Linked DNA regions of Mus musculus: region 1 is linked to region 2. Evidence: chromatin contacts called from public HiChIP or PLAC-seq data. All regions are on one chromosome and are shown on one strand. The core of a region is the stretch at or near the end of the contact, and the rest is flanking DNA. Distances in the headings are between cores, read along the strand shown. Region 1 overlaps App (amyloid beta (A4) precursor protein). Region 2 holds the start of Cyyr1 (cysteine and tyrosine-rich protein 1).

Region 1 (5,607 bases), core at 2,681-5,180, 560 kb after region 2:
TTAATTGCCTTGAGGTGCAGTCTTTGGGTGGCAGTTAGGATTGGGTTCCGTGTAGCTAAGATCTTCATATAGAAGCTTGCCGTGGACACTCTGCTCTGTGATGGCCCAGTGGGAGATCCCTTGCTACATACGGGTACCCTGCTCTCTCTTTTTTTTATGTATTAGAAAGAGAAGGATTTGTATGGCTTTTGCTTCTTTTGTTTTGTTTTGTTTTGTTTTGTACACTGAGAAGAAAGCAGTAGACAGAAACAGAAGAAGCCCCTGCAGAAACCCCCTTTATAAATTATTCATTCTCTGATCCTCAGTTATGACAGAAAATAGAACAGCCTCAAGCTTAGGGTAATGGCGCAAACTTATGATTTCAGCCACTCAGCATACTGAAACAGGAAGATCCTGGGTTCTGGGCAGACCTGGGCTACATTGTGAGATCCTGTCTCAAGAAAATACAGTGGTTTGAATAGCTTAAAAATGAAAGTGACTTTTCTCATGTTTTTTGGAGCTCGTAAATTCAAGATGATGGGTATTTAGGAAGGCCTTCTCAGTTTCTCCATGATACAATTTGTTTCATCGTATTGGGAGCAAGGATCCAGATGTTCTAGAGGCTGCCCCTGGGGAGTTCCTGCTATGCTGGAACAAAGAACTGGCCCAGGGACACGTGGACAGTGGTAGAAAAAGACATGATTTATTAAGAAAAAGAAAGCCATTTTCAGGATGGAACTTTGAGAGATTTGGACACAGGTGGGCCACAGTTCAAAACACTAACGGTCCTGGGTTCTTGAGCCTTTTTAGATCATGTGTGTAGCACCCACCTTCCCCCATCTTAGGAGATCACAGAGGTTTTCTGTGTGTGCATGCTGTTTGGTCACATACAGCCACAGGAAGTGGAGGTTGTCTTCCTGCCATCGGTTGCTTTCCTGTGCTGATCTTGATGTTTCTTCCCATAAAACCTGTCTTGGAAGGAGCAATCTCTCTGGTTTCTCCCCAGCCTCAGCATCCAGTCACCCTGGGATAATATTTAGCGTCAGTCTTCACCTTAAATGGCTCTTCTCAAGATGATGCCCTTGAGGGCTAAGGCCTCCATGGATTTCATCGGGGATCCAGTTCAGCCCACACCACTTAGCTGGGTCAGTCCTTTGGCTAGGTCTAATGTCCTCCCTCTCTGTTGACCCTTACCCTTTAGCCACTTACAGCGCATGTGCTCTTTATTCTAAAAGCTATACACAGAAGCCATGACATATAGTAGTACTCTTAATTTTTAATTTTTTGACATCTTGAATTGGAATAGAATTACATCAATTCTCCAACCCCTCTCAGCATCCCTCCCTCAATCCCCTTCTATGCTACCCCAGTCTTAGGTTGGTAGTCTCCTCTTCAAATCCAAAATAAATACTCTGGCCACCATTTTTTTTATGTTATGAAGCCTGAGAGTCACAAACAACCCAGCACTGCTCGCTAATCGTGCACTCCATGGCCCAATCTAGTCATCCTATAAAAACAACAGCATGACCTTCAGGCTTTTTGAAGATAGTTTTGTGCAGACCCAGTTTGTCCAGTGTGAGCCCTAAGTTGAAATCATCAGGCTAAATTGCACGGCTTCCTCCAGCTGTCCCGGCTTCTCTAAATGGAGTCCCTGGGCTTGAGTGCAGAGTGCAGTTCTCCTGCCTCTGTGATGGTGGTGTCATCACTCTGAGTGCAGTAAGATCTAAAACTCGCCTGGTATTTGCCACATGTCTTGGTGCCAGGCACAACTCAGCTTCTCCGGCTCCCCAGGAAGGAAGTGACATAGCCGCTGTGTACGAGGTGCTTGAATGAGGCTACTCCATTTTCCTGCTGACTTGAAGAATCTGCAGACACTTCCCCCAAATACTCCCATGTTTAAATCAAACAGCTACATGTCTTGAATCTTCACCCTACACGTGAAAAAAAAAAGATTAATTTCCATATTACGAAACTGTAAAAGGTTTTAAGCGCCTTTCCTTCCTGTGAGGCTGATAAAGGAGTGAATTTGTAAACTGCGGCTGGGTTAATTAGCCAGGGTTAATTAATGTTTACCACACTGGGACGATGAAAAGAGGTGTGTAAATGCACAGTAATGCGGGTCATTTTTCAATTTATTGTTGAAGCTTACGGTGTGTGTGAGTGAGGACAACATAAAGCGCATGCGTGTTTCAGAGGGCTACTGATGCTCTGCGGTAATTATGAGGCGTAGGCTTCTAAGTGGATTAATTACATGTTCCTGAAGACGATCACAGGCTAATAGTGTTTATTTAGGGACAGGCTGCTGTTTCAAGTTGAACTATTTGGAGAGCTGGGTGAGGTGAGGAGAGGCTAACTGTGTGGGCATGAAAACAGCATTTTAAAGTAACCTTTAAAAATAAATAATAGATAGATTTCTAGAGTCGTGTATTTTCAAGAGAGCCCAAAGAGTCTTAGGTGAAGTCCTGGATTAAAGCTGGGAAGTACAGATACTAGAAGCAGTTTGAAGAGATTGGAATATAATCTCCTATGAACTGGGTAGATATCCCTCAGTGTTGGGAGTTTAGGACCAGATTCCAGGACACGCCCACCTCAGGAATCCCCAAATTCATGGATGCTCCAACTCCTTATATAGACAGTTTGTATTTGTATAGGACTTATGAGCATCTTCTTGGGGGCTGGAGTGATGGCTCAGTGGTTCAGAGCACTGACTACTCTTCCAGAGGTCCTGAGTTCAGATCCCAGCAAGTACATGGTGGCTCACAACCATCTGCAATGAGATCTGATGCCCTCTTCTGATGTGTCTGAAGACAGCTACAGTGTACTTCCTGAGCATCTTCTTGTGTGCTGCTCATAAAACCTAATCCATTGCCACTGCTCAGTCAACACTCACTACCCTGTAATGTTTTGAAAACAGCATGGTAAAAGCCCTATTTGTGTTCAATACAGACACAGTGAGTGTTTTCCCATTAACTTTTGATCTGAGTGCCGGAGAGTTGGCTTAGTGGATAAAGTCTTTGCTATGAACACGTGAAGACCTGCGTTCTGATCCCCAGGGCCGTGTCAAAAGCAGGAATGACAGCATGCACCTATAATCCGGGCCCTAAATGATGGAAAGAGAAGTGTCTGAGGAATAGGACATCCTAGTGCTTGTGTGGGTCCTTTCCTGTCAGCCTTGAGTTCTTTGCATGCGAAGAAATTGAGTTAGTTATTTCTGGCACTGGTCTGGAAATATCGACAAATGAGTATCAGTGAGCTCACCACGTAACTCGTTTGAGTCTCCTTGTTCCAGATTCTTACAGGGATTTCTTCCCACTCCTCACCTCTGTGCACTGAGTGCCTTCCTGAAGGCAGGTCGATTCCACCCCTGGCCAAACCCCTAACGCTTAGCACTTGCCATTTCCAGGCTTGGATGCTATCTTACTTTTTCTGTTGCTGAGATAAAGTACCCTGACCAAAGCAGCTTAAGGGAGAAAGGCTCTATCTCCGCTTGCAGTCCAAGGACACAATGGATCAAAGCAGAGCAGCCAAAGCTGCAGGTCACTTGACATCCAGGACGAGGAAGTGGAGGGTGGTGATTGGTCGGTTCTTGTTAATTTCCCTCTTTGGCCTAGTAGGACCCAAGCAGAGAAAGGTGTGACCCACATTTAGGGTAGGTCTACCTTCTGTTAACCTAATGAAACCGATCCCTCCTAGGCAGGCATGGAGGCTAACTTAATCTAAATAATCCTTTGTCTCCTTGGTTACTCCAGAGCCTATCAAGTTGCCAGTTGGCGTTATTCTTCATCACAGTCTCCTGGGCCTCGTTAAGGGACCATGTGAATGAGTTTCTGCTGGAGAGAAAGGGCCATCGCCATAGCTAGGAAAGCAAGATTTCGTTAAAGACAAACAGGCCAGTGTACAGAAGAGCATACTGGATGTGTTTAGGGTTTCTAAAATATGCATACATTAGCATTTAAATGAGCGGTCATGCCTACAGAGATGTATTGTGTATAAGGAACATAGCCCTCCATTGTGATGACCTGTGTATTTAGGCACATTTTCCACACTGAGCCCTTATTTATCAGCATATCTTTTAGGGTCTCCCCATGAAATTGTCTACAGATGTTGGCATCTTCCTTTCTACCACGAGCTCACCATCTTTTGACCCAGTTTTTTCATCCCCCTGAATATAGTAGTTGTCCGTCCCTCATCAACTGGAACTGTACTGAGCTCTCTTCCTGGCCCAGCAGTGTGTGATTCCCATTCCATACATCTGCTGTGGTCTTGAGCAGGCCAGGCAGGGTTCTCTTCCAAGTCTGAGGGAGAGCACTTGAGAGCCTGGGCCACTGCATAGCTACAGTTGTATAAGTCGCACAGGACCCTGCTATAACGGACAGCAGTCATGGAAACCACAGTGAAGAGTTGTCTGCAGCTGCACAGCCATGAACAGCAGTCCTGTGGCCATGCCAGCATGGCCACCCGCCCCTGCTTCTCTCTCTGATGTGTTTGAAGACGCACACCATTGCTGAAGTCCAAAGCACGTGTGGCAGAGCCAGTCATGGGCTGTGCATGTGACTCACTCGCCTCAAAGAAAATGTTATGTCCATTTGTAAGGAGAGAGGTTGATTTCCTTACCAGCTGTCTCAGAGGTGGCTCGGAGCTCAAGTGGGGATGAAAGAACCCCAAGTAATGATGCCCAGAACACCCTACAGGAGCCGAGAAGGAGCCACGGGACTCCGGGCTCAATTAATTTTTTTTTTCATCTCTTACTCTACGTTTGTTTTTTTATTGGTCCACACTAAAAATTAGTTTTTCATAATAATAGATGGTGCTATTATAAATATTCTGACCTTTTACTTTTAAGCAAATATACGTCAACACCAAGTATTCCAAAGAGCCCCAGTAAAATGAAAATTAAGGATCTAACTGGAAAGATTTCTTCCCCATAAGTCCATATTTATATGTCCCCAAACCTAATAGTAGTCTCAAAGATGTCATTCTCTATGGCCACAGCCATAAAGATTAAATAAGAAAACAAGACGGGACATCCTCTTGGAGTTGGGGGAGGAGGTATGGGATGAGGAACAGTCAGAGGGTGGACTGGGAGGGGAGCTAATGACTGGACTGTAAAAAAAGATTCAATAATAATAATGATGATGATAATAATAATAAATAAGTAGATAAAATAATTTCTAAAAGACAAAAATGAAAAATAAAAATGTGAGTTAAATGTATAGTGGCCTCCTAGTGCTAGATTTTCCACCGTGTGATTCATTTTCCAAGCAAGTACATCCGTGTAATTTACACGTATGAGCATTAGAACTTCAGCCCACAGAACTTTCTTTCAAAGACCAGTGCTGTAGTGTGAAAACTCTGCAGTCAGGGCCCCAGGTGGCTGACATCCCAGGGGGATTAAGACCCCCTAAAGTGGTTGGAAATAAGATCGGGACCTTGGCCCAAGTTCCATAAATAAACACGGAAAGGGAAGCTTTTTAATCCTTTTGCCAAGGCCAGGGAGCCTGGCTGTGTTTTCATCTTGATTTCTGGCTAATGCCGGTTGATAGAACGGAGCTGTTTGATGTAGGAGTTTGAAAGCCACAAGGAAACTCCTCTTCAAGGGAAAGGCACTTCTTCTGAAACTTCAGTCTA
Region 2 (5,862 bases), core at 2,776-5,275:
CTTGAGTCCTACTGAATAGGAACTAGGGTGACATCTACAATCAACAAATACTGTAGAGTCAAAAACAGCTAGAAAAGAATATATCTTACCACAAAGAGTCGATAAATGCTTATAAAAATCAGGATGTTGCACATCCCAATTGGACCAAAATACTACACCCATACGTGTGTGTAATTATTGTGGATCAGTTAAAAAATATTGTTCTTGGTAAACACAGGGTCGTTCTTGTCAGGAGTAGCTAGATGCAGGGTGGGGGTGGGGAGAATAGTGCCTAGGCCAGATTGTTCGGAGGTGTGTCTCTCACTGTAGCGCTAACACAGCAGGATTCCCAGTGAGGAATGTGTTGAAAATGCAGATTCTCTGGTCTGCCTCTGGTGCTTCTGATCTGGGCCTGGGGTCTACTGACCTCTAGTCTAACAGCCTTCAGATAATCTGAATGCACATAGAAGCTTAACACCGAAGGGGTCCCCGAGGAAATAGAAGCCGAGGTGCCGGCTCATTTTTCTCTACCTTCAGTGGATTTCCTTCTTTTGGAAGTGGATTTCCTGCTTTTGATACAGGCTTCACTCCATTTGGGTCACTAGGTCATGGGGGTCTCACTTCATTTTCTTCAACGTCATTTGGCGGCAGTGGAATGGGCAACTTCAAATCAATATCAACTTCAACTAAGATAGTTAATGGCAAAAAAATCACGACAAAGAGGATTGTGGAGAACGGTCAAGAAAGAGTAGAAGTTGAAGAAGATGGGCAGTTAAAGTCCTTGACAATAAATGGTGTGGCCGACGAGAACGCCCTTGCAGAAGAATGCCAGCGGAGAGGCCAACCCACACCAGCTCTGGCCCCTGGCCCGGCCCCAGCACCAGTCCGGGTCCCCTCCCAGGCCCGGCCCCTGGCCCCAACTCCAGCCCCAACTCCAGCCCCAGCTCCAGCCCAGACTCCGGCCCCTTCTGTCAGCACCCGCCCACAGAAGCCACCCAGGCCTGCCCCAACGGCCAAACTTGGGTCTAAAAGCAACTGGGAAGATGACGAGCAGGACAGGCAGCGGGTTCCTGGCAACTGGGATGCCCCTATGACCTCAGCAGGGCTCAAAGAAGGTGGCAAGAGGAAGAAGCAGAAGCAGAAAGAGGACTTGAAGAAGAAGAAGTCGACCAAAGGGAACCATTAGGCTGGACTTGGCGGCAGCCGCGGCAGCCACTGTGTGTGTATGTGTATGTGTGTGTGTGTGTGTGTGTGTGTTGCGCATGTGCATGGCAGCGGCATCCTTTAAATGTCGCCCAGGGTCACTTGGCTTAGCAGGATTATGGACGTGTGCCCACGGATCGGTAGGATCCAAGGGTGTTGGAGACAGAGGCAACAATCCCGGGTAGCTGGTATAAGTTTGTGACACAGCCTGAGCCTTGTAACTCTGATTTTTCCCAGCACTAAATCCATAGCTTTTTCCTCGAGTTGTAAGGGTCTGCCTCATTCTTTTCAGCAGCCCAAGCCCTGCTTTGAGCTCTGAGGTATTTGTAGTTGTAGGAGTCCATAGGGTCCAGTAGGGAGCTAGGTATGTGTTGATGATAGACTACCTCCTGGCGGTGGTACAGTGCGCAGTTTTAAGTACAGCGGAACTTAGAGGTAAAGTAAGCTGTGCCTTGAGCCATGGGTGTCAGGATGCTTTTGATTCAGGGTACTCTGGCAACACTTAAGGCTATCAGGAGTCACTTCAGATAGAGTCTTTCCTTATTTATTGTTCAACTTTTAATCTTCTCCAGGTGGTCAAAAATTGACACCAAATATAGTTTAGTTTTTGGGAAACCTCATCTTTTCTTCTTGGAGAAATATTTGTCCTTTTTCAGTCAAAAGGTTTTGCTTAGCAATACCATTTCTAGTAATGATAGGTCAGTGTGCTACTGGCTATTAACACAAACACACAGCACACAGAGGCGCGTGCAGAATAATCAGCTAGGAAGCAAGAAGCTCATAAGGGCCCCTTCACAAGCTTCGACCCCATAGTCCATGCCGCGCTGTCACCTAACCTGTGGTTTACATCGAGCACCAGGGAATTCTGATGCCACCTCACTTCTGGGCTGCACGTGTCTCTTGGCAGTGTCACTTCCTTTTGGCCATGAGGATCTATTGTTCGAACTTTGTCCCCTTGGCAATGAGCACACGATGAACAGTGTTGGTGAGCTTGAGATGGGTCCGCGGTGTGGAAAGGGGAAGGGAAGCGTTGTGAGTTCTGGGCACTGCCGTAGCTAGGAGCCGGGACAGGACCCACCCGGGTTTTGAGGAAGTGACCACAAAGTGTTTGCTGAGTTTGCTTGGTTTTGGTGGGAGGTGGTGTGGGCACTTATGGAGTATGGATTGGTGTTAATGTGTGTTGTGAAAATGTGACCCTCAAGGAGGAATGTATTTTAGTGCTACTGACGTAAATAAAATGTAAACGTCAAAAAAAAAAAAAAAAAGAAGCTTAACACCATGTTTTAAACTGTAGGACAATAATAATAATAGCACTGCAGATGTTATAACTGGAAGCAGGGAAAAAGGAAATTATTAGTGGGGCAGGTATTTCTGGGCAGGGGACCTACTTCTAATGACAACTATAAAGGTCTAAAGTCAGACAGAAAAACAGGATAAAATCAGAATAGATGGCTCAGCACCCAGAAGGCTTGCTGAACACCCAGACCAGCTGGGTTTGTTCTCTGAGATCCACATAGGAGAAGAAAAAGAAAGCTGTCCTCTGGCCTCTACATGTGCACACAGCATCCCTGCCTTAAATGAAATAAACATGTGAAAATGTTTTTCCAGAGTGGGATAGATTTGAATGATGACACTAAAACTTCACTGTGTTTAGCTGGAGGTGAGAGTGGGAACCGGTCAGGCTTCTCTTGGAGCAGTGGATGACAGGCTCTTCCTCAGGCAGTAAATCTAGTTAGGGATTCTATATATTCCCAGCCTATGGTCTATGGCTCTCATCCACTGGGAAACATTTTTCCAAGATGATAGACTAAATTAAGGTGCAGATACATTTAGCTTTTAAAGTGCGTATTGCTTCCTAAAAGCAGTATTTCTAGTTACTTGGTTTTATACTTACAGGTAATGTCTTCCATTCAATTTAATCTTTTAAAAGTGTAGTGAGTTGGCTGTAAAAATCTCCTGTCCTTACACACTCACTTTCTGTATGAACTTTGGAAGCCAATTTACCTGCAAAGCTTCAGGTTGGCAGTCCTATTAAGATCTAATTTATCCTCAAATTTGCAGAATAATCGAGGAAAACACATTATTTTACTGGCTTTTCTTAGTGAAGAGAAATATTTTCTTTTATTTTTTTTCTCTGTTTTCCTTTCTGCATAGAATTGAGCATTTCCATTTACAAAGAAAAAAATTGATTTAGAAAAGAGTTTCTGCCTTGATTGATTTTTCTATACAATTGTACAAGTTACTTGCTAATATTTAAATTCAAAATTTTATAATTGTATTTTCTTTCTCTTATCTAATTGCATAGGACAGTAACTCCAGAGCAGTAGCAGTGGCCAGACACCTCTTGTTTCATTCGTTTTCCCTGAATTTGCTTGAAACGCTTCAAGTGTGTGATAAATAGACATTTTACCAGCTTTCTGGTGAGAAAAGCTTTTCCGTCTAGTTTGTATAGTTACATATTCTTCGTTCCTTTTAAATCTGGAAACTCCCATCTTCATTTGTTTAGACAGGAAACCAAAGCCTCCATCTATTCCTTCGAAAACTAAATAAATAAAATAAGAGAAAGAAAAAAAAGAAGAAGAAAAAGGGATGGGGAGTGTTGTGGCCCAGAGAGGACAATAGACCTGTGGAACCAGGGGGTAGGCTAAACTGTAGCAAAAGCCAAACAACTCAGAAGTTCCTTCCTGCTGGAGCCAAGCACCCTGCCATTCTATAGAGGAAAACTCAGCGAAGTGGGGAGGAGTCCGTCACCTCCCCACCCCCATCCGACTTTGGTGCCACCCTCATAGATGAAACCTGAACCTGGGTGGCCAAGGACGCCAGAGAAGCTGCCGTTTGCTTGCCAGGGCACAGCACCTTTGGGCAGAACATAAAGCCCCTGCGGCAGCTCACCCGGGCTAGGACCACCAGCGCCCAGCTGCCCTGCAGCCGGCCGGATTCGCCAAGGCTGGGGTCATGGCCAGGGCGGCTTTGGACCCTGCTCTCAGGACCACATCCCTGTTCTCCTGACCGCCCTGTATCCTCCGCATCGCTGCTGGGGTTCACTCCAGTCGCTCCCAGGTCTACCGGTCTCTGTCCTAGAGAGCAGCTTGGGGCCACCGGCTTGGATGGACGCGCTGAGGCTGCCCCGGCGTCCAGGGGTCCTGCTTCCGAAGTTGATCCTGCTCTTTGTTTATGCAGGTCAGTGGCAGTGGGAACAGGGACAGAGGGTCCAGCCAGGGGCGTGGGGCCAACGCAGGAATGTAAAAGGGTGGCGATTCCCCTAGGAGGCAACACCAGACAGCCGCAATCTCAAACACCATCTCTCCTTTAACATTACTAATTTGCTGGTTTGCTTTCTTTTTTGTTTGTAAAGCAACTCAAAAGCTCGCATTTAAGGGGATTTAACCCGGCTAGTGTAAAAGTGTAAAGACACGGCCAGGATTTAAATGAACTTTGGTCTAGGGCCGCCAGAGACTCTTTAAAATACTTGAAACATAAAGGTGAAGTTATTCAAAATAAACGCATTAGTGACTCTTACATTTATCGCAGGCTACTGACATCTGGAATAGTCCATTTTCCCCTCTTTTAGAAGTCAGTTACTTTAGACATGTCCCGTATTTTGTTTGTTTGTTTGTTTGTTTTTGTTTTAGAAGCTCCACAAAATCGACTGAACAACTGTAGGCTCTGAGCTATACGGTCTGGGCGAAATAGGATTTCGCCAGGCAAATATGCTTTTCTTTTTTAAATGTGATTAAGCACCTGTTTGTGAAAGGCCTCTCGTTTCCCTCCTTATAATTATTCGTAGTGGCAATTGCTGATAATTAATGAAGCAGAGTGCTTTCCTTGTTCTAAGCTTGATAGAGAGCCTTATGTGGCCTTTCAGGGCTTACTCAAGTATAAATTTAATTACATGTGCGCTCCTTGCATCCTCGTGTTCACAGACAGTACAAGCTTAAAGCATCTTGTGTTTCTAACTTTCTAAGACAATGAATCACAGGCTGACCTAGGCGTAGGCCGAGCTGTTCAGCTCCCCTCACTTGCCAAGACAAGACACTCCAACTGAAAGGAAGATGTCCTTCAGCCTCCCTCCTTACAGCAAAAGAATTGAATTTCACCATTGTATCAAGATAATCAAATCCATTACCCTGATCTGACAGAAAGAAGTCCTTGCTGGCTGAAAATTTTAATCTATTAAGATTCAGACGAGGGCCTGGGGTTGAGCACTGTTAGGCAAGTACTTACCTAACATAAACAAACAAAAAGGCTTGGGTTCAGTCCCCTGCACTGCATTAAGCAGCTGTGGGAGGCCCACGTGTAAGCCCAGCACTGGGGAGGCAGAGGCAGGAAAGTCAGAAGTTCCAGGTCAAGGTTAGCTGTATGGTTAGTTTAAGACCACACCCTACCCCACAGGAGACCCTGTCCTTAAAATATTTTAAAAAGCAAATTGGTATCTAAAAGTTATCATATTAAAGATGATATAGGGGAAATGCTGACTTTCTAATATAAAAATTAATACAAGTAGAAAGAGTACTTCTTTCTTGGTGACAATTATTCCAATTCTAGTGATTGTAGCATTTCTGCTGTTTAGATTGTGCTCAGTGTTTCTGTCGGAGGCACTAAGTATCCATGGTCCTCTTGGTCAGTTTGAATCAACATCTCACTGCTAGTTTCTTGAAAACAATGATGATTCTCCCCACC

The links. HiChIP or PLAC-seq counts read pairs in DNA pulled down with a chosen protein or histone mark.
Region 1: a contact with region 2 is called in an H3K27ac HiChIP or PLAC-seq map of neural progenitor cells, with 6 times the contacts expected there. The contact joins the enhancer-like site here to the promoter of Cyyr1 in region 2. A contact is called at or near these places in 1 of 484 Hi-C or Micro-C datasets (the N1E-115 cell line), 3 of 115 datasets of contacts at active chromatin or transcription factors (cardiomyocytes, heart atrium and neural progenitor cells) and 2 of 9 other capture datasets (adipose tissue and embryonic stem cells).

Annotation. Positions count from the first base shown.
Region 1 is chr16:84,986,229-84,991,835 of GRCm38.p6, reverse strand. All of the region lies in intron 13 of App (amyloid beta (A4) precursor protein), which reads left to right. Among named protein-coding and RNA genes, the nearest start is that of Gm10791, 17 kb to the right of the region's middle. Within about 2 kb of position 3,930, at least 15 of the 459 cell types and tissues checked have an H3K27ac peak or open chromatin away from gene starts, as enhancers often do. A contact at or near this core is called in neural progenitor cells, where this site is marked.
Region 2 is chr16:85,548,536-85,554,397 of GRCm38.p6, reverse strand. It overlaps Cyyr1 (cysteine and tyrosine-rich protein 1), which reads left to right and starts at 4,025. Exons shown (of 4, transcript NM_144853.3): 1 at 4,025-4,362. The coding sequence starts at 4,290. It also overlaps the pseudogene Gm2541.